Linked DNA regions of Manis pentadactyla: region 1 is linked to region 2. Evidence: chromatin contacts called from public Hi-C data. All regions are on one chromosome and are shown on one strand. The core of a region is the stretch at or near the end of the contact, and the rest is flanking DNA. Distances in the headings are between cores, read along the strand shown. Region 1 holds the start of TRMT10B (tRNA methyltransferase 10B). Region 2 holds the start of TOMM5 (translocase of outer mitochondrial membrane 5).

The links. Hi-C and Micro-C count contacts between places; a contact is called where the count stands out from the background.
Region 1: a contact with region 2 is called in a Hi-C map of skin fibroblasts, with 4 times the contacts expected there. The contact joins the promoter of TRMT10B here to the promoter of TOMM5 in region 2. A contact is called at or near these places in 2 of 3 Hi-C or Micro-C datasets (fibroblasts and skin fibroblasts).

The regions. Positions count from the first base shown.
Region 1 is chr3:187,858,615-187,861,314 of mManPen7.hap1, forward strand. TRMT10B (tRNA methyltransferase 10B) reads left to right here and starts at 1,282. Exons shown (of 10, transcript XM_036888398.2): 1 at 1,282-1,333.
Region 2 is chr3:187,717,401-187,720,100 of mManPen7.hap1, forward strand. TOMM5 (translocase of outer mitochondrial membrane 5) reads right to left here and starts at 1,400. Exons shown (of 2, transcript XM_036888339.2): 1 at 1,202-1,400. The coding sequence starts at 1,322.

The DNA.
Region 1 (2,700 bases), core at 32-2,531, 140 kb after region 2:
TGTTTGAAGCAATTCAAGAACACAGGTGCAACTAGAACACAGCAAGCTGGAGAAAATGATAAGGTTGGAGGGGCAGCTGTGAAAGGTCTCGGGAAGGTGAGATTTTACATCCAAGGACAATGAAGCCACTGATGGTTTGGAGTAGGGTGACACATAGTCACTTGGCAAATGGGTGGAGGCTGGGAAGTGGGGGTAGGGAGTGGGCAGTGAGACCAGCTAGGAGGCCTTTCTTATGGGGAGGTGGCCATGAAGTCATTCAAAGGTGAAGTGACGAAAGAGCAGTGGTAGGAAGAGGAGACAGGTATTCAGTATGGCTGAGTGCAAAGTGTGTAAGAACTGGTAGGTGTGATGGGAACTGTTGAAGACAATTTGAGCCACCTTGCAAGCTCTGCTGACTGGGAAGGCAGGGCCAGCCTCTGAGCAGAGAAGACACATTAGAGCTGGTTTTATAAAAAGCCTTTTGAGGGAAAAAGAATGTTTCATTTTAGCATTTAAAAATGCTCCAGTAGGAGGTAAAGGATGGATTGAAGCATGGACTGGGGCCAAGTGGGAGGTGCTAGAGGAGCTATGGAAGACAAGTCCAGAGGAGGAAACAGTGTGGGGCCGAGGAGGGATCCAGCAGGACTGTGGTTTCTTGGGCAGGAGCTATTTCAGGCTCGTTCATGTTAGGATCTCTCTGAAAGCATGAGCCCCCTAGGACTGCAGGAATAAAGTGAAGAGTGGCTGATAGTTTTTATCAGGCCATGGCTTAAGGCGAGTTGTTGCAGGTCCTTGAGCCTCAGTTTCCCTGTGGATATGTGATGCGAGATGGAAAAGGGAGAGTGGGCAGAGGCTAGACTCACTGTTACCTGCTCAAGCCCAGATAACTCTGTTGTGAGTCTGGACAGCTAGGTAGTGGTGAGGGGGGCTGTGTCAGCTCATGGGCCCTGCTGGTCGTGGGGAAACCCAGGGCAGGACAAGGTGCCCAGGCTGCAAGCTGGGTCAAGTCTGGTTTCAGCCCAGTTTTGCAATGTTCAGTCCTTCACAGACATCAAAGCTCCTGGCCACCTTCAGCGACTCTGTGAGTCGGGAAGGAGCTGGGATTATACTTCCCAGCTAACAGACAGGGAACCGAAGCTCAGAGAGGTGCGGTAACACTTCCAGCGGGTAGCAGCTCCCTAGTGCCAGAGTCGGATGTGGAAGCCCAAGCCTGCTGGCTCTGGTCCTTGTAGAGAAGGGGGCAGGCTGAGAACTACGATTCCCACAATGCCATGGGGCGGGGCAGGAACCGGAAGTGAGGCTAGAGTCGGGGCCCTATGAGAGCGGCTCGCACCGCGTGAGGTGAAAGATTCAGGTATGCTGGAGGGTCGTTGCCTGGCGGGAAAGGGGCTCTGGGGTCTGACTTGGGATTGCAGCCTAGTTCGTGAGCGGAGAAGGCGCCAGAGAAGCGGCGTTCAACAGTCGTGTGGCCTGGGGTCACCTACCTTCTTGTTGCTGTCCCTTCCTGCTTCCACTCTCGCTCGCAGCCAGAGGGCCAGGCGGGGCCCACAGGCGGGTACTGTCAGGCCTGGCGTCGAGGTGTTCTTGTGATGAAGGTACCAGAGAAGTGGAGCCAGCTTCGGTGGACTAAAGCAGAATGAGAAACTGGGAAATGTGCAAACAGAGGCTGTCCACACTTAGTGCCCAGGGGTATGCTCATCAGGTGGGACGGGTTAGAAAATATCTGAGGCCTCTGTCAACTCAGAAATAGGGGTGCAAGGGAGGATTTATTGAGTTTATTATATGCCAAACCTTCTTCTAGGCGTAGAGGATATAGTAGTAAACAAAGCAAACAGAACATTTGCTTACATTATAGGAAGGGGAAATTCAGACAAAAAAATAATACGTACCATACTAGATAGTGAAAATCTGAATGAAGTTAGGAAGGTAGTCCTTTAATTACCTAGGGGAAGAGCTTTGGAGAGAGAGAGAACAGCAAGCGCAAAGGCCTTGCTTGGTATGTTTGAGGAATAGTAGACCACTAGACAGTCAGAGGACAATTGTTGGGGGACGTAGACCTTAATGATCAGTATAGGCTGTTGTAAGGATTTGGGTTATTTACTGTAAGTGAAATGGAGAATGCTTCATGGTTCTAAGCCGAAGAGTGGCATGATTACCAAACACATAGGATGCTTTTATTTTGTGAGGCTCTATACTGAGTAAGGGGAGGTGTGTGTGTGCATGTGAATTCCTCGTCCCCTCTTCCCTGGAAGGGTTTATAATCTAGTGGGGAAACAGACCAGCTATCATGCAAGGCTGAGTCAGATAATTGGAGCCCCATGAAGGCAGAATGAACATCATCCCCAAATCTTTAACATGTCAAGAGCTTAGTAAATATTTGTTAAATGAATAATTAACTGAATAACCCCAGTACCTGGCACAGGACCTGTAATGGAGGCTCAGGACATATTTTTTATAATGAAGAAGCAAAATGCTGAACCTGGGCTTAATGTCTCACAGATTAAATATATCTCTGCTTCTGGATGCCCACCTTTACCATTGCTTTCTGAGGATCACTAGGTGGCAAGCTTCTATTCAATATTTACTGAGTTTCTATTCTGTGCAAGGCCTTATGCTGGCCACAAAAGATGCAAAGATGAAAAAGATGTGGTCTCTGCTAGTGCCCAGCAGACTCTTCTGGTAGTGGTTGGAGTTGCCTTTGTCTGATTTTCAAACTCACTG
Region 2 (2,700 bases), core at 150-2,649:
TTTTAGAGAGAAGGAAAACGTCCTAAAATAGATTGTGATGATGGCTGCATAAGTCTGATTATACTATGAACCACTGAACTGCACACTTTAAATGGGTGAATTGTATAATACATGAATTCTGTCTCTATTTAAAAAGTGCTAATGCAGAACAGTATTCTGTATTTTTTTCTAAATCAATTCATATCAGATATAAAGGTCACTGAGAATGAGCACGTATCTTACCAGCAGCTAAGTCAACAAAAACATAAGAGAAGGAAATAAAGCTGGGAGTTGCAAAAAGCCCGTGAAGCAGCAGGATGATCTGGGAGTTGCTGTCACCAGGGCTCCCTCTCCTGGGAGCAGAGTAATACCAGACAATGGATGGCACTGACTGGCCTCAGTGGACTCTGGCCTAGGTTCGACAAGAGCCTTCTGCAGAATGACCGTGGTATGGCCTTCATTGATTTGAATCATCCCTGCCTCTCCACCCAGACCTGCCAACAATATATAGCAAGGGGCAATGAAAAGAATACTGAACTGAGAATGAGGAGAGCAAGGCAAATCACTTCTGAGATTCATGTCAGTAAAACTAGGAACGATCTACAAAGCTGCATCCAGCTCTAATACTCGGTGTGCCTGTAACTCTTATCTTAGGCCCTGTCTCCCGCAAAGGCTACTGTCGAGACCTGGCACTGCAAATAGTTTCTGCCAAATATAAAATCAAACAATCCCTGACGTAATATCGTTCATCCTGTAGACCCGTATCTTTTTATCATTCCTTCAAAAAAAAAAAAAGCAACTATAAATGTTCAAAGAGGCACAAAACCTCTTGGGTTTCAAAAGTCAGCACTGGAGGAAGGAAACCTGGTACTGAATTAAGAATTTTGGATTCTAGGTCAAGATCATTCACTGACCCGATGAGTGACCTTGAACCGGCCACTTCTCTAATTCTCGATCTCTGCTTCTCTGCCTACAAAACGAGTTGCTCTGGGGGATAACCTTTCGGTTCGAACGCTAGGGCTGGGCGATTCTCCCCGCAGTCCGGGCCACCACGTGGACTCGGGCACCCTGACCCTGACCCGCACACCCTAAGCCGCGCAAGCCCCTTGCTCCTCATGCCCGCTCAGCTCAAAGGCCACCAAAGGCCGTAGGGAAAGAGCTGGGGGGCAGTGCTGGCAGGCTCCCTGCAGATCTCATGGCCACAGCCTGAAGCGACACTCACTGACTCGCAGCAGGGCGACGTAAATGAGAAAGTTCCGTATGGAGGAGATCACATCCTCGCGCATCTTCCGTTTCATTTCCTCAGGGTCCAGCTTCGGCGCGAGGCCCTCGATGCGGAACATCGCGGCTCTGCCACCGACTACGAGCGGCGCGCTCTGCTCGGTCCCGGGGCCACCTCGCGCCCGGAACTCGGCCCAACCCCATTTCCTATTTCCGCCCCTCATCTTCGCACGCGGCAACAGGAGCCTGCAAGGGACAAAGTCCTTCCTGACCGAGCTGTTCTGGCGAAGGATGCCTGAAGGGGGCGGCCGCAGTCTTAGCAACGCAGGACACGGTCTGCTTTCTCCAGGATGGTGCTTTAAGATCCTGTGTCTGAAGTTGGACACGCTGTAAGGCAAAGTGCTTTTACAACCCCTGAGGGGGCGGTGCATAGAGGTACCACCATAAGTAATAATAATAGCTAACATTTATCGAGTACTCAGTGCAGTTCTACGCCATGAGTTAGATACTATAATCTTCATTTCCTAGATGAGAAAATTGAAGCACAGAGAGTTTTAAAACGCCCAAATGTGCTTTAAAATATCTCCAGGGGGAAAAAATGTGTTGAGGAAGAGAGATGAAACGATATTAGCAAAATATTGAAAATTGATTAAGTTGGTGACTAATGCACCATTTTAATTATTCTAGTCTTTGTGTGTGTGAACTTTTTCGTGATAAGATGCTGAAACTTGCTCGTTTGCATAACTAGTAAATGCAGAATAGTGTTATACTTAGGCCTGTGGGACCCAGAGACAAGAGCTTTAAACATTTTCCATATAAATGCTGTATTCTCGTTCTGTAGTTAACTGATCCATACAAATTATACCATTGGCCCAATAATATATATAAAACAAGTTCAGATCTGTTCAGCATGTTACAGATGAGGAGAGGGAGATTTAGAAACCAAGTGGACTGCTTATAAGTTATTCTGCTAATGATGGGCAGAGGCAGGGTTCCAGCACAGATAATTACAGTGTCAAGTCAATTTATTTTTCCCCTGCACCCTACTGCTCCTCCATTAACAGTTAGTGCCCGCATGTGTGGGCATCACTGGAGTTAGAACGTAGGAGTTTAATGCAGTGACATTTCCTGTCACAGAGTCATCAAAACAGTGTTGCCCCAAATTATGCATGCTAACTAACCATGTATAATTCTTAGACATGAACCAGATGACTGAACTGCTCACATAATTCAAAACCAGAGTGTTTCTTCTTGACTGAACATGGCATATCCACAATCGACTTTGGATAAATTAAACAGTAATTTACTATGGAAGCAACTGATGACTACAAACATTAGTGCCCACCTTCCTGATTGACAGAATGCAAGACATTCAGGCTTTAGTAACCTCTTGCATCTGTAATTCATGCGGTGGAATAGCAGAAGCTGCTCTGGAATGGGAGGGGCTGACTTCCAAGGAATATCCTCCATCCAACTCTTTGAGAGTATTTAGAAAGGCTA